5 separate regions of the Sus scrofa genome follow, and regions 2, 3, 4 and 5 are each linked to region 1. The links are chromatin contacts, called in public HiChIP or PLAC-seq maps. All regions are on one chromosome and are shown on one strand. The core of a region is the stretch at or near the end of the contact, and the rest is flanking DNA. Distances in the headings are between cores, read along the strand shown.

The links. HiChIP or PLAC-seq counts read pairs in DNA pulled down with a chosen protein or histone mark.
Region 2: an H3K27ac HiChIP or PLAC-seq map of alveolar macrophages shows a contact between it and region 1. The contact joins two enhancer-like sites. A contact is called at or near these places in 2 of 47 Hi-C or Micro-C datasets (both in embryonic fibroblasts) and 1 of 2 datasets of contacts at active chromatin or transcription factors (alveolar macrophages).
Region 3: an H3K27ac HiChIP or PLAC-seq map of alveolar macrophages shows a contact between it and region 1. The contact joins two enhancer-like sites. A contact is called at or near these places in 1 of 47 Hi-C or Micro-C datasets (skeletal muscle) and 1 of 2 datasets of contacts at active chromatin or transcription factors (alveolar macrophages).
Region 4: a contact with region 1 is called in an H3K27ac HiChIP or PLAC-seq map of alveolar macrophages. The contact joins two enhancer-like sites. A contact is called at or near these places in 1 of 5 promoter capture datasets (liver), 2 of 47 Hi-C or Micro-C datasets (liver and skeletal muscle) and 1 of 2 datasets of contacts at active chromatin or transcription factors (alveolar macrophages).
Region 5: an H3K27ac HiChIP or PLAC-seq map of alveolar macrophages shows a contact between it and region 1. The contact joins two enhancer-like sites. A contact is called at or near these places in 1 of 47 Hi-C or Micro-C datasets (embryonic fibroblasts) and 1 of 2 datasets of contacts at active chromatin or transcription factors (alveolar macrophages).

Annotation. Positions count from the first base shown.
Region 1 is chr1:29,150,765-29,153,678 of Sscrofa11.1, reverse strand. No RefSeq gene overlaps it. Among named protein-coding and RNA genes, the nearest start is that of ALDH8A1, 92 kb to the right of the region's middle. Within about 2 kb of position 1,483, at least 18 of the 83 cell types and tissues checked have an H3K27ac peak or open chromatin away from gene starts, as enhancers often do. A contact at or near this core is called in alveolar macrophages, where this site is marked.
Region 2 is chr1:29,643,356-29,646,269 of Sscrofa11.1, reverse strand. It overlaps a transcript of SGK1 not described here. Among named protein-coding and RNA genes, the nearest start is that of SGK1, 100 kb to the left of the region's middle. Within about 2 kb of position 1,404, at least 2 of the 83 cell types and tissues checked have an H3K27ac peak or open chromatin away from gene starts, as enhancers often do. A contact at or near this core is called in alveolar macrophages, where this site is marked.
Region 3 is chr1:29,610,699-29,613,612 of Sscrofa11.1, reverse strand. No RefSeq gene overlaps it. Among named protein-coding and RNA genes, the nearest start is that of SGK1, 140 kb to the left of the region's middle. Within about 2 kb of position 1,427, at least 7 of the 83 cell types and tissues checked have an H3K27ac peak or open chromatin away from gene starts, as enhancers often do. A contact at or near this core is called in alveolar macrophages, where this site is marked.
Region 4 is chr1:29,593,744-29,596,657 of Sscrofa11.1, reverse strand. No RefSeq gene overlaps it. Among named protein-coding and RNA genes, the nearest start is that of SGK1, 150 kb to the left of the region's middle. Within about 2 kb of position 1,512, at least 9 of the 83 cell types and tissues checked have an H3K27ac peak or open chromatin away from gene starts, as enhancers often do. A contact at or near this core is called in alveolar macrophages, where this site is marked.
Region 5 is chr1:29,545,177-29,548,090 of Sscrofa11.1, reverse strand. No RefSeq gene overlaps it. Among named protein-coding and RNA genes, the nearest start is that of SGK1, 200 kb to the left of the region's middle. Within about 2 kb of position 1,435, at least 2 of the 83 cell types and tissues checked have an H3K27ac peak or open chromatin away from gene starts, as enhancers often do. A contact at or near this core is called in alveolar macrophages, where this site is marked.

The DNA of each region.
Region 1 (2,914 bases), core at 234-2,733:
ACTATTTCAAAAGACAAGATTACACACCAGGGAAGCAAAAAGATAAAAAGAGAAATCTGTTCCCTGCTGGGGCCCTATCAGAGCTTAGCTCATGTTTGGAAGCAAAGGCAAATTTTTTTTTCAGCCCTAATGAAACCTTGTTAACTGTGAACACGGGGTCTGAACTGATCTGGTGAGAGGAATTTCTGGGTCCCTGGGAGATCATTAGGGGGTCATCAGTACATTCAGGAGTCATTGCATGCTTGTCCTTTTTTCTTAAATACCTACTAAAAACTGTCTTCATGAAGCTGTATAAAGAAAATGGAAGAACAAAATTGAAGTCCATCCTCTTTTTCAGGCAGAAATAGATATCACTGCCATCTATAAGACATGGAATAAAACATCTGAGTTTTCAAACCTTATTTCTTTTTCCCTTATTTTTGCCCATTTTCTTTCACAGTCAGCAACTCTTGTCCTACTAGGATACTATTTTAACCGTGGTATGTAGGTTAAGGATATGCTGTTTTGTTTACAGGAGATAAATTGTTGTTACGATTACTATAGGAAGCAGCAGACCAATGACCTTGAGGACTCACCAGGAAAAGCAGCCCTTCTGTGCGTGAAAATGACGGGGGCTCCAGGAAGGATAAGCACGAGGCAGAGACCTGGAGTTGGGGGACTTCCTCTGGAGTTGGGGACTTCCTCTGGAGTTGGGGGGAAGGGATAGACACAGTTACAGCATTCAACCCAGCACCATATTCTTGCCTTAGAGTTTAAGCCCCACCTAACTGAACCCATCTGAGCCAAACACAGAGCAAAGCACTGTTTGTAGAATCCTGTCCCAAGAGTAGGCGAGAAAAGTAGCTCAAACCCAGTAGAGAGGTGTTCCATGCCATTCATTTTATTCAGTGGTCAAGTACGTTTTGATAGAGCTTCAAAACCTACATGTGATATCAAATAGCCTGCATAAGAGAATGCAAGGCAGAACAGCCCTGGAGCACAAGTCGTAGTTGCGGAACTATGGCCCCTAAAAGGGGGTGGCGATGGGCAAGATATGATTCTACCCCGCCCCCCCAGAGAAGCTTATGCTTAGATATTAGATATGAAAACTAAAGGACAGAAACGCGCACCCTCTAAGATTCTTTCTAGCTCCACAGTTCTTTGAGGGCAGAAATAAGATTTAACGTGAGAAATGTTTAGGCCCAGAAGGGATACCAGTCCACACAGGTGTGCCATGGTGTACAGAGTTTATGTATCTAAATGAGATTTTGTTAAATAAAAATTGATATGTTTGTACAAAGTGTTTATTCACATAAAAGGCGTCACTGAGGTTTGAATTAAAAAAAAAAAAAAGAAATTTAAAAAGTAATTGGAGAGACCTTAGAAATGACCCAGTCCAGGATTTTGTTTGTTGGTTTGTTTTACAAATGAAAGATCCCTCCAGCCTCAGAGGTCCGTTCCTTCCAGGCCTCGTTCTGCAGAGAGCAGAGCTGGAAGCAGATCCTAGGCCCTGAGGCTGACACTCCTGCCTCTGTGGAGTGGGGCCACCCTGGTGACATCCTATCTGCCTAATGAGGAAACAGCGTCATCTAGTGGCAATTTATCAGAATTTTCTAGGGGAGCTGTGCTTCAGCTCATCCAAGGGGATGAAAAACGTCCCACTTGCCCATCTCTGCTGTTCCAGATCTCCCAAGACTATATCTCTGGATCCTTTTCTTCTCTGAGTTTTCCAAAACCCAGCATTTCCCCGTGGAACTCTCTCCCCTAACTCCTTTGCCCACTAGCATTTTTCTCCTCTTAAGCCAAAATTTCAACACAGCCATCAAGAATCATCCACCACTGGAGTTCCTGTTGTGGCTCAGTGGTAATGAACCTGACTAGTACCCATAAGGATGTGGGTTTGATCCATGGCCTTGCTCAGTGGGTTAAGGATCCCATGTTGCTGTGGCTGGGGCATAGGCTGCAACTCTGACTCGACCCCTAGTCTGGGAACTTCCAAATGCCAAGGGTACGGCCCTAAAAATCAAAAAGAAAAAAAAAAAAAATCCACCTCAAGGACGATACCCATCATGGCTGTTTTCCTTTGAGTGTTTCTTGATTTGAGTTTTCAGCAAAATAACACTCTTAACCATGATTGGGGGCTTTTGCCAATTGATGTGTTTAATCAAAGAAATATGCTTTCTTGTGAAGATCCAGACTACGCTTTTCATTCAGCCTTGCTGATATAACCCTTGTATTTCCCCACCTACCAACAAACCAGGACACTTTTGTTGCCTTTGAAATAATTCTGGGTGTTTCCCAAGACAGTTCTGTGAACAAGCATGTGAGCTAATTTCAGACAGGTACATCTATTCACTCATCATTGGTGTTCTCAACCATTTACTAATCTCTTAGTTCCCCTGCCCTTAGGATCCTAATTTTGGAGTTAGAAAACAAAATACATCAACAAACAATTTTCTTATATGACGAGTGCTCTATTACAAGTAAGCTCAAAGGGAAGGGGAAAAATCATTTTGCTTAGATTACAAAAAGCTGCTCAAAAAATAGAAAACATTGGACTTAAGTTTTGAAGGTAGGTAGGTCTTTGGTTTGTAAAGAGAGGTGGGAATGGCATGATTGGCAGGGGGAACAGCAAGAACAAGTGTCCAGAGTCAAGAAAGTACATGGTTTGATAAAGAATAGCAAATAGTCTACTGTATTCACCAAAAGAAAGAGCCCAAGAAAGCAAATGGGAAGAGCTGCCAAAAGGCAGTTAGGAATTAGAATACAGGAGTTACTGTCAAGGCTCAGCAGTAATGAACCTGACTATTATCCACAAAGACACAGGATAGATCCCTAGGCTTGCTCAATGAGTTAAGGATCTTGCCATGAGCTTCTGCATAGGTTGTAGACATGCCTAGTATTTGGAGTTGCTGTGGATGTCGTGTAGGCTGGC
Region 2 (2,914 bases), core at 155-2,654, 490 kb before region 1:
ATGGCAACGCCAGATCCTTAACCCACTGAGCAAGGCCAAAGATCGAACCCGCAACCTCATGTCTCCTAGTTGGATTTGTTAACCACTGCGCCATGATGGGAACACCTGATTATCTTTTTTGAGTTAAGGAAAGTAAATTGTATAAAGCCAAACTCAAGGAAGCATGGATATTAAGGTGATTTATGAGGACACTGAAGACATAAATCAGATATAATTATCTGATTTTCAAAAATGAATCATATGCACCTCCTCAAATCGTCTCATAATTCTTTGATGACGCGCAGTGGCAAAATGCTTATGTCAAACTGAAAAGTGGACGGGAAAAGATAAATGGTAGGTCCAAGTGACAATCTGAGTTGCCAAATATTCTTCCTGAGGATTTCACTCATGGACTGTATGCTTTTTCCAGAAGGTGCTGGAGGAATGAAAAGCATCCAAGTCTTGGAAATTTAGCAACTTGTATTACAAAAGTTCTGCTTTAGTACCCACGGATGATCAGATGAAAGATTTAGGGCTTTCTGAATCCTCTTCCAAACATGTGGTTTGGGTGCCTGTAGCTCAGGCCCTGAACAAAAACAGGTAAGAAATCCTACAGCCCTGAGGTCTGTCCCAGCCTCTTACCTCTCAGCCCTTCCTATTCCTCCTTCTCATCTTTATTTTTCTTTAGCACGTTTCCCATCTACTACAGCGTGCTTTACTTTTTAAATGTTGTAGTGAAATTTACATAACATAAAATTTACCATCTTAAACATCTCTAAGTGTGCAGTTCAGTTCTTCACATTGTTGTGCCATCACCACCACCCATCTCCAGACCAATCTTTAAATGTTGTAGTGAAATTTACATAACATAAAATTTACCATTTTAAACATCTCTAAGTGTGCAGTTCCGTTCTTCACATTGTTGTGCCATCACCACCACCCATCTCCAGACCAGTCTTTCAAAACTGAAAATCTGTACCCCATTAAAAAGTACCTCTTCATCCCTGACAGCCCCTCCCCCCAGCCTCTGGCACCCACCATTGGTACTCTCTGTCCCTGTGAATTTGACTACTCTAGATACCTTATACTACAGCAATCACACAGTAGTGTTCTTCTGTGACTGGAATATTTCACTTTCCAAACTTTGTTTATCGACTAGTTCCCTTCATGAGCCTGTAAGCATCTAGGTCAGGAATTACTTTCTATATAACCTCTGCCTTATTTCCAGGGCCTGGAAAATCCCAGGAACCTAGCAGATTCAGAATAAATGTTGGTATGAATGAATGGCCCAGGAAGGCATGCTGCTAAAATGTGGTGAGAATCACTCAGAGTTGAACAGAGAATAACTAAACACATCTATGGGTTGGGCACAGCGGATATAACAGGAATAAAGCCACTGGGCTCATTTTAAAGAGCTTATGTGTGTGTTAAGGGTCAAACGGTGAAACGATTGTTGAATCATAGTGAAATCAACCCATAACTGAGGGAAGTTCACTGCTAACGAAACAGACAGGAAGTTCTCCCAATCTGGGAGGATCAGGGAAGGCACTTTTAAGGGCTACCTTTCAATCCTGCCCTGAGGAATGAGAGTGTGTGTTGGCCAGGTCAAGAGTGAAGAGTTCAAGGTCAGAAGAACAGACTAAGGAAGGGGAATGACTACAGGGCCTCTTGACTTTTTGAGCCTAGATCCCTTCTGGCAATCTGGCAAAGTCTAGAAATCCCTTCCTAGAATAAATTGTTAATGAATTAAGTAAAATACATAGGATTACAAAGGTATAAATTATATTAAACTACAATTAACAAAATTAAAAAAATATTTAGGGGAGTTACCGTCATGGCTCAGTGGTTAACGAATCCGACTAGGAACCATGAGGTTGGGGGTTTGATCCCTGGCCTTGTTCAGTGGGTTAAGGATCCAGTGTTGCTGTGAGCTGTGGTGTAGGTTGCAGATGCGGCTCAGATCCCATGTTGCTGTGGCTCTGGCGTAGGCCGGTGACTACAGCTCCGATTTGACCCCTAGCCTGGGAACCTCCATATGCTGCAGGAGCAGCCCAAGAAATGGCAAAAAGACCAAAAAAAAAAAAAAAAAAAAAAATGTTGTCCTTAAGATTATTTTATGCTTCTGCTTAGTAAACCATTTTTTAAAAAATGTCCAGGTTCCCATTGTGGCTTACAGAGTTAAGAACCCCACTAGTATCCATGAGGATGCAGGTTCTATCCCTGGCCTTGCTCAGTGGGTTAAGGATCCCGGGTTGCTGTGAGCTGTGGTGTAGGTCGCAGACATGGCTCAGATCTTGAGTTGCTGTGACTGTGACTGTGGCATAGGCCGGCAGCTGCGGCTCTGATTTGACCCCTATCCCGGGACTTCCATGTGTTGCAGGTGTGGCTCTAAAAAGACGGAAAAAAAAAAAAAAAAAGATTTACAATATAGAAAAAAGATTTCCAGTTTGTTAATACTCAGTGTTTGGCTCTGTCTGTTTGTTCTAGTTTCAAAGAAAGAATTAGGCCATTTCCTCTGACAGGCTTTAGGAGCCTCTGGTAGTTTTCCAGTTCCTATGGCTTTTTTTTGCCCCGTGGTAGGTGGGGAGGAATAATGTAATTTAAGCTAAAGCACATTAGCATCAGCTGTTCCCAAGAATATCCAAATACCTCACTTCTTCACAAAACAAAATGCTTCTTGAATTCAAATAGAGAAAGTAAATCAAGAAAAGTAGAAAAACAAACAATAACAGTAGATATCTGAGAGGCTAAAAGAGTTTATGGCCACAAAGAAGGATCCCAATTCTAATCCCAAGTTTGCCATTTCTCTTTAAGACTCCAGGGAAGTTCTTTCCTCTTTCACTGGCTTTTTCCCTGCCACAAAAGCCTCACTACCATAATCTGACTAAGTGCTGTGATTTCTTCATGGGACAGCCAAGGAGATGAAAGGCAGGAA
Region 3 (2,914 bases), core at 178-2,677, 460 kb before region 1:
TTTTATCCTTTTAAAAATTTATGCGAATTTCATATTATATTCTATAATACACACTTGTAGGTGTTAACATAAGAGTAATACATTCCAAATTCTCAAGTACAATTTCTGCTCCTAGGGGCTGAGACCTACTTCTTCTGTGGCTTTTGGCACTTTGTCCTTTATGCCAGATGGAGAATCACAAGGGGGGATGAAAAAGAAGTCACATGCCGGCTGGAGGCAGGAGTTTATGTTGGACCTGGGGATAACTTTATAAAAAGGATGTTAAATGCAATATTCTAGTAGCATCCACCACAGTAGGTACTACATTGTGAGTGCTTTATAACTACCAGACACTGGGTTAGGCACTTTATAAACATTTCATTAAATCCTCACAATATCTGTGCACCAGCTGCTATCGTCTGCCTTTGTGGAGGAGAACATAGCAGTGGAAAGATGGGAGTCCAGAGGCAATGAGACTAGGATGTTAATGGGTCTGATTTCGATGTGATGATAATTTGGTGCAAGAGGGTAGCCATGCAAAGTCTTAAAAACACACTTTGGAGTTCCCATTGTGACACAGAGGAAACAATTCCAAGTATCCGTGAGGATGCGGGTTTGATCCCTAGCCTCACTGGGTGGGTTAGGGATCCCACGTTGCTGTGAGCTGTGGTATAGGTCAAAGATGCGGCTCAGATCCTGAGTTGCTGTGGTTGTGGCTGGAGCTGTAGCATGGGCCAGCAGCTATAGCTCCAATTTGACCCTAGCCTGGGAACTTCCATGTGCTTCAAGTGCAGCCCTAAAAAGCAAAAAAACAAAGCACGTGTTTTATTTTTTTCACTCAACAAAGACGTATTGAATGTCTGCTATACACCTGACAATGGTGAATAAGACACTGTTGTTGCTCAAAGCTGGACAGAAAGTTTGACTGGCAATCCTGGGGCTGTATGATGATTTTGGTGATAATACATTCAGGGTGTCTGGGAGCCCATAGGCAGTGACTTTGAGGATCTAGAGTATCTTTCATAGACATGGAGAGATGTTTTGAAGAATAGGTTTTTTTTTTTTTTTTTTTTTTTTTTTTTTAATCTTTTTGCCTTTTCTAGGGCCGCTCCCGTGGTATATGGAGGTTCCCAGGCTAGGGGTCAAATCGGAGCTGTAGCCATCGGCCTACACCAGAGCCACAGCAACTCGGGATCGGAGCTGCATCTGCGACCTACACCACAGCTCACGGCAACGCCAGATCCTTAACCCAGTGATTGAGGCCAGGGATCAAACCTGCAACCTCATGGTTCCTAGTCAGATTCGCTAACCACTGAGCCACCACGGGAACTCTGAAGAATAGAATTTTTAACTGAATGCAGGGCGTGATAGAATGTGATGGTGGCTAAAAACAAAGACTCTGATGACAGATTACTTGGGTTTAATTCTTCCCTCTTCACTGAGTTCTAGCAATGTGACCTGGAAAAAGTTACTTAATTCCGTTCTTTAGTTTCCTCATCTCAAAATGGAGATAAAAATATATTACCCCATAGAGTTTTTGTGAAGATTGAAATGAGTCAGTATATGAATTTTGAAATATGTCCTCACCCGTGAGAAGTTTTGGGCAATTATTTGCTTGTTGCTATGGGAAGTTGAAACAGAGGGAAGTTATGCAAACACGCAACGAGCTGGTGCTTACAGACATGTTCATCAAAGAATCAATATTTTTGAGGTTTTTCTCACTGTTATAGACCTCCTGTCCTCGCCCTAATGTTTAGGCCAGGTCAAAACTTGAATCTTGTTAGGGCTAGGTCGGCTAAGGAACTGAGTGAGTCTGTCAGGGACTGAGGTGACTGGGGCCCCCTGAAAAGGGGGCTGCTACTCAGCCCCAGCAAATTGTCACCCATGGAAATGACAGTCTGGGGATGCTGGATCTTCTGACATTTTAGAGAAACTGAACAACCATATATTTATGAAAAATTTTTCTAATTTTTAAAACTCTCTCGAGAGACAAAAAAAATTGTGTGTAGGCTGGATCCATCCTTTTGAGGCCTCTTGCTAGGTTTATGGTTGCCTCCAGGAATATATAATAGCTTTTTCTTTCAAATTTCCTACCAAAAAAAGAGGAATAGAGAAGTTGATGGACTCTGGGAAGATAATTTCAAAAAGGCTGTGGGTTTCTCAAGTCTGGGCCCTGGGGCCATCCAGGCAGAGTAGCTTTTCCGCATAGTGTAAACTGGGGTAGAACTGTGAGTGTGTGTGTGTGTGTGTGTGTGTGTGTGTGTGTCTAGGGAGCTGGTTATTAAATGCCCCACAGATGGTGGCATTTATTGTACTCTTAGTGTCAGGGAACAACTCACACTGGTTACACACGTAAATGACTATTTTTAGTACCATTCAGACGCTTATTGCTTTACCCTCAGACATACTCTTCAATATGGAAGAACTAAATGTAGCTAAAAGGGATGACATTTATTGATAACTTATGTGAAAAGTAACATTTCAGACTGTAATTTCAACGAAGATGCATTCTACAACCACTGAGCATCAAGCATCTGGTCCTATTTGTGACAAACACTGTGACTATGTTGGGGTTCAATGTGGGGTGGTGAATTTCAGGGCATGAAACTTTGATCTAATGAGCCTATGGCTTTATCAAATGATCTAATTAGCAAAACCTCATCGCCAAAACAAGAAACAACAAAATTGACCATAATTTTATTCAGGTAGTTCAAGTAGAGAATAAAATGAACCACTAAGGAGTTCTCAGCACTAACAAACCCAACTAGGATCCATAAGGACATGGGTTTGATTCCTGGCCTCGCTCAGTGGGCTAAGAATCCAGAGTTGTCATGAGCTGTGGTGCAGGTCACAGATGTGGCTTGAATCCCACATTGCTGTAGCTGTAGCGTAGGCCAGAAGTTGTAGCTCCAATTTGACCCCTAGCCCAGGAACT
Region 4 (2,914 bases), core at 263-2,762, 440 kb before region 1:
AAATGCAAGTCTATGTCTCTTCTGAAGACCTCTCCCCGGCATCCAGTTGACTGTTAGTTCAATGCTGGGCATAAGAGTGGGTCTGATAGAGGTGGCTCTGGCTGGCTGATGACCTTCAGCATGATCTGCTCCCATCACACCAGGCACCTGCTTGCTTCCTATCGCCTCGCCCGTCTAACTCACGCTGTCTTTGAGTTTTATATAGTACAAGATACTATTTCATGCTTTCATTTGCACCTGCTGTTTTCTTTGCTTCCAAGAAAGCCCTGCCCCTCTTCTTCCTTCACTTTCCTTTTCCCCAAAGATTGCCTGGTGTCCTCCTATTTCTCCTTCAGAACCAGCTCAGATGTCAGTTTCTGCAGGATTCCTGACACCTCCACGATTAAAAGCCCTTTCCTTTTGCTATTTCTTCATCCTTCTCAAACTTTATGTTGTGTCAGATGATTTGTTCATTTTGTTTATATAATCTCTTTCACTCCTAAGTTTGATGAGAGCAAAGTCCATCTTTTGTTTTGTTTTTTTGGGGGGTTTTTGTTTGGTTTGGTTTTTTGCTTTTTTTTTTTTAGGGCTGCTCCCTCGGCACATGGAGTTTCCCAGGCTAGGGGTCGAAATGGAGCTGTAGCTGCCAGGCTACACCGCAGTCACAGTAACGCAATATCCGAGCCCAGTCTACGACCTACACCCCACTCACTGCAATGCCCCATCCCCAACCCACTGAGCAAGGCCAGGGATCAAACCCACAGCCTCATGGTTACTAATCGGATTAACTTCTATTGTGCCACAATGGGAACTTCTCCATCTTTTTATTTGTCTTTATTTCCCCAGTAATTAGACAGGGGCTGGTACATCATAAACAATCATTATTTATTGTATGAATAAGTCCGAGATTTTAGACTTAGCAATTATTCAATATTCAATAAATTTCAATGTATTCAATTAAAATACATTATTCAATACATTTCGAAAAACCTGAGCTCTCAGCTGCACTATAGGATGAATTTTCTAAGTAGTAGTGCTCTTTCTAGAGCCATGGCTTTGAGATCCAAAACAGGACTGTGCATAATCATTTTAGCTCCTTGCTAGGGCTTTGCTCCTATAATGATTTATGGTTATATCTTTCAATTTTTCCATTCTATTCCTGTGGTAAACTCCTCAGAATGCTCAGTCAGGCAAAGGAAACAAACACAGTAAAGTCTGATTTAAACTTTCTTGTTCTCTTGGCTCTTCCAGTCAGAATAAGAAAGAAGTTACAGAAGTTAGTAGGGTACAAGTATTTTTACAGAGAATGACATGACCACACCGTCAGTGATAAAGCAGAAACGGGAAAATTCTGCTTCAGAGGACGTGGTGGAGAGAAGCTCCCTTCACAGTCTCCATCAACAAGAGTCTTTGGGTACCTGCTAATTCTGTGATTCATGTCTCTATTTGATGTGAAGTGTTACAGTCATCTGCTCCTTCTTGATCTCATGAATAAATAAATCCTTCCTTGGAAACAGAGAAGTGGACGGATTGCCACTAACCCTCAGAGACTTCACTGAACTGGGAGTGACTCATTCCACGTGGCGTCAAGCCTCTTTCTTTGACTAATGTCTCATTGAAGTTGTGCAAGTGACTAACAGATGGGAAAGTTTTCTGGAGAAAGTTGGTTGTTTGTAAGTTTAAGTCTGTTTGAAGAGTCCCTGGTATCGGCTCTTGAATTGCTCTGCTTTTTATTTGGATCAGGCATTGGTTTTTTTTTTTTTGTTTTTTTTTTGTTTTTTTTTGTCTTTTGTCTTTTTTGTTGTTGTTGTTGCTATTTCTTGGGCCGCTCCGCGGCATATGGAGGTTCCCAGGCCAGGGGTTGAATCGGAGCTGTAGCCACCGGCCTATGCCAGAGCCACAGCAACGCGGGATCCGAGCCGCGTCTGCAACCTACACCACAGCTCACGGCAACGCCGGATCCTTAACCCACTGAGCAAGGCCAGGGACCGAACCCACAACCTCATGGTTCCTAGTCGGATTCGTTAACCGCTGCGCCACCACAGGAACTCCCTGGATCAGGCATTGTTAATTCAAACTTGGTTTAAAACGGCCCTAAAGGTTTAGATTTGCTCTTTTCTCTCAAGTGTGAAAGACAAGAACTTCTGTCTTTAAACAAATTCTGCAGGTCAAGAGATTTTCATTAAAATAAAGCGGTAGCCTCTAAGTATGTGACTATTTTAAGAGTATTAAATGGAGTAAATGGAGTTTGCCATCCTTAGAACATGGCTCCTGGATCAAGACCTCTTGAGAACAGGGATCCTGTCTTAGCTGTTATTAGTATTTTTTGTTTACTGCTCCCCCCTCCATTATTGAGTTCCACCCTAAGTCTCTGCTTTGGGTTAGTAACATCCTCTCTGGCCTCCTTTGGAATAGCATTTCCTAGTGTGAGTCTGGTATTTACTTTTCTTAAAAACATTGGTTAAAAAATATTTTTCTTCTTCTCTTAAGGACCTCGACACGAGACTTCAAAAAATAAAAAAAATAAAAAAAAATAAAGGAGAGGAATTCTAGATTATCACTGCTAAGAGGCAGCCCATTTATAGACACACATTTAAATCCATGAGCTCATACAGATATCTCTGTTTCTGATGCAACACTATAGGATGTATTCTACCTAAACTTCCCTTCTCCTAATTTGTAACTCTTCTTTTCCAACAGTGAGAAACCTTTCTTTTATTATCCACTGTAGATTTACTTTTGGTTCAACATAAGACAGTTTCAGGATTGCTAACCCACACCCCCTGAGAGATGCAGTGTATATGTGTACATAGTTGAATACAAACTGTTAGTATACAGATAAAATACTATTTCCCCGGAGTCACTCAGGTTAATGCTCTTGTTCCCCACCCCCTTCAGTGTGGGTTTGTTATTTACTTGTAAAGCAGTGAAGTTC
Region 5 (2,914 bases), core at 186-2,685, 390 kb before region 1:
TTCCTCATGTCGGTAAATATTGTTTCTACAACATACTTTTCATAGTTCCATACACACACATACATACATATAATAATAATAATAATACAAAGTGCAGGCACCATTCTGAGTACATTGGAAGTTTATCTCCCACACAGAGTGGTAGGTGGTTTTATTATCCCTGTTTTATACATGAGAAACTGGGGCCCACAGAAATAATGTGGCAGGATTTGATTTGGAGCCTATAGCTATTCAACAGCAGAGCTGAGGCTGGAGCTCCCAGAGTCTAGAGCAACAGCCTTAGCCCCTGTGCTCCTAAGTCCAGCTGAACCTTCAGAAGCCCTTTTAAAAACAACAAATGGATTCCTGCTAAATTCTTTACAGTACCAGAGCCAGAGTCCATTTTGTTGCAGTAATGTCATGGTTCCTTTTTTTTTTTTTTTCTTTATCCTTTCATTTCCTTCACAAACTTACATTTATTTTTAGAAGTGATTATCTTTGCCATCAACTGAGACTGTGTGTGTATAAATGTGTGCTCTACTTCACATCCTGACAGGTTCAATAATTGGTACTGAAAACTGAAGAATAATTCTTTTGTTTGTTTTTTTGGTTTTCAGGGCTGCACCTGTGGCATATGCAAGTTCTCAGGCTAGAGGTTGAATTGGAGCTACAGCTGAGGCCTATGTCACAGCCACAGCAACACAGGATCTGAGCCAAGTCTGTGACCTACACCACAGCTCATGGCAACACCAGATCTTTAACCCACTGAGTGGGGCCAGGGATTGAACACGCAACTTCAAGGATACTAGTCAGGTTCACAGCCTGCTGAGCCACAAGGGGAACTACTGAAGAATAATTCTTGTGTATTTTTTCTTTTCTTTGCTTCTTCCTGCGTCCCTTCCTCCCTTCCTTTCTTACTCCCTTTTTTCTTTCCTCTCTTCCTTTCTTCTCTCCTTCCTTTCATTCTTTAATTCTTTTTTTTCTTTGCTAGATTTTAATGATTTAGTTTTACTCACCAGGATCAAGAGGTACTAAAACATACAAAATATTTTATAAGAAAAGAAGAAGCCTGGTTTTACAGTTCCAAGTGAATTCTTTGGGCATTTCAAAATAATATGTCACAGCTTTGGAGAATTAAGGTCTTGAATGATGAGGGTTTTAAAATATCAAAAGGATTTTCAGATAGCTACTTTACAATCTGAAACCTACCTTTAACTTAAAAAGCAAAATTTTATAACCTGTTATAAACTTTTTACACATTTATAAAAACTATGGAAATTTTGTGGAAAAATAGACTTTACATGGAAAATGATCTTGGAAATTTTAAAATATGAGTGGATATTTTGTTTCCCAAAGCTGATGACAGTAAACCATAAGCGAAACAGTAAACCACGTATGAAACTGCTCAATGATACTAAGTGTAGAAATAATGTTAATTTTCTGATGTCAGATGGATGGAAAAAGGAAGTGCACACTTCTACAATTGAATTGAGAACTAAGACAACTCACATTTGGTTGATTAGACCAGTCTGGCTGCTAATAGAATTTCCCCCAAATCAGGCCATGGCACAAAGGAGACCAGCAAACAAGATGCCAAAATCATCAGCAAGACCTGCCACTGGATTCCCTTGAGACTTTTTGTGAGTGCTGGTATTAATCATGGAATTTGTACGCAGCTCTACCATGCCCTATGCAATAATTATCATATATTTATAATAATCACTTTGTAATCACTTAGCTACACTGGGATTATTTTACTAATGAATGATTGAAGAAATTAGGAAAATGGTTAAAAGCAAAAGACCTAGGGTGGATTGAGGTTGAAATTTCAGCTCTGTCACGCACTGCTGTGGACAACTAATGTTTTTGTTAGCCTAAGTTCCCCTTCCCCATCTTCTGGAAAATGAACCTTCTTTTTCCCTTAAGGAAATCCTCTTTCCTTACTTTCTGCCAATAATCGAGATCCCTGACATCCTTTTGAAAAATAGTAAGGCATATGGCCCAAGCTTGGCCGATCAAGTTTACCCGCCCAGAAATTCAAATTGTGAGCCCTGCTCAAAGGAAGTGACCAGAATGGATCCTCTCAGTGATATTTTCCTGAAGAAACTGGCATATTAGTTCCTACTACCTAGATGTTGGGAATTTTTGTGTTTTTTATCCTTTCAATAATCCAGATTTTTTTCCCCTATGATTCTATGAGCTACTCCATGCCCTTCCAATATGTTTTAGTTTCACCAAAGTTAACCAGAATCTATTTCTCTTGTTTGTAGCCAAAGAACTTGAATAGTCTGAACAAATTAGGTATATCATCACTCTAACATCCATGGACTTCAGCAAATGTAAAATATCTAGTTCAATTACTACTAAATCTATAATAGATTTATAATAATGATTTCAACATGCTTGACAATATTAAAAATATTATTTTGGTAACTGAGGAATATTTATATCATCTTCCTAAGAATTTATCTCATGTAAAATTTTGAAAGTAATGCCTACATCCCAGACTTGTAAGGATTAAATGAGAAGCTGTCTGGAAAATGTCTAGCATAGTGCCCCCTAGAGTAAGGGATTGATATCTATTGGCTGTTATCACTGTACAGTGACTGTAAGCATAAACATAGTCCAAGGCAAGTTCAAACTTTGAATGGTTGACGGTAGTGTGTCATAGTAACTTCTCTTGAGTTTTTGACATTGTAGGAATGACTGTTATTCAGACTAAGAAACTTAGCTGATAATTTGAACATTTCAGTAGAATAGTGATCTGGCACTCTGTTTAATAATAGATTTGATAAATAAATAAATGAATGAATAAATGAATTAATCAATAACTAACTAAATAAATAAATAAATAAAAGAAAAGGAGTCCATTTCTATAAGGGCATCTAAGCAAGATTTTCATTATGCAAGAGAGCAGTTTAAATTTCCCTAAGAA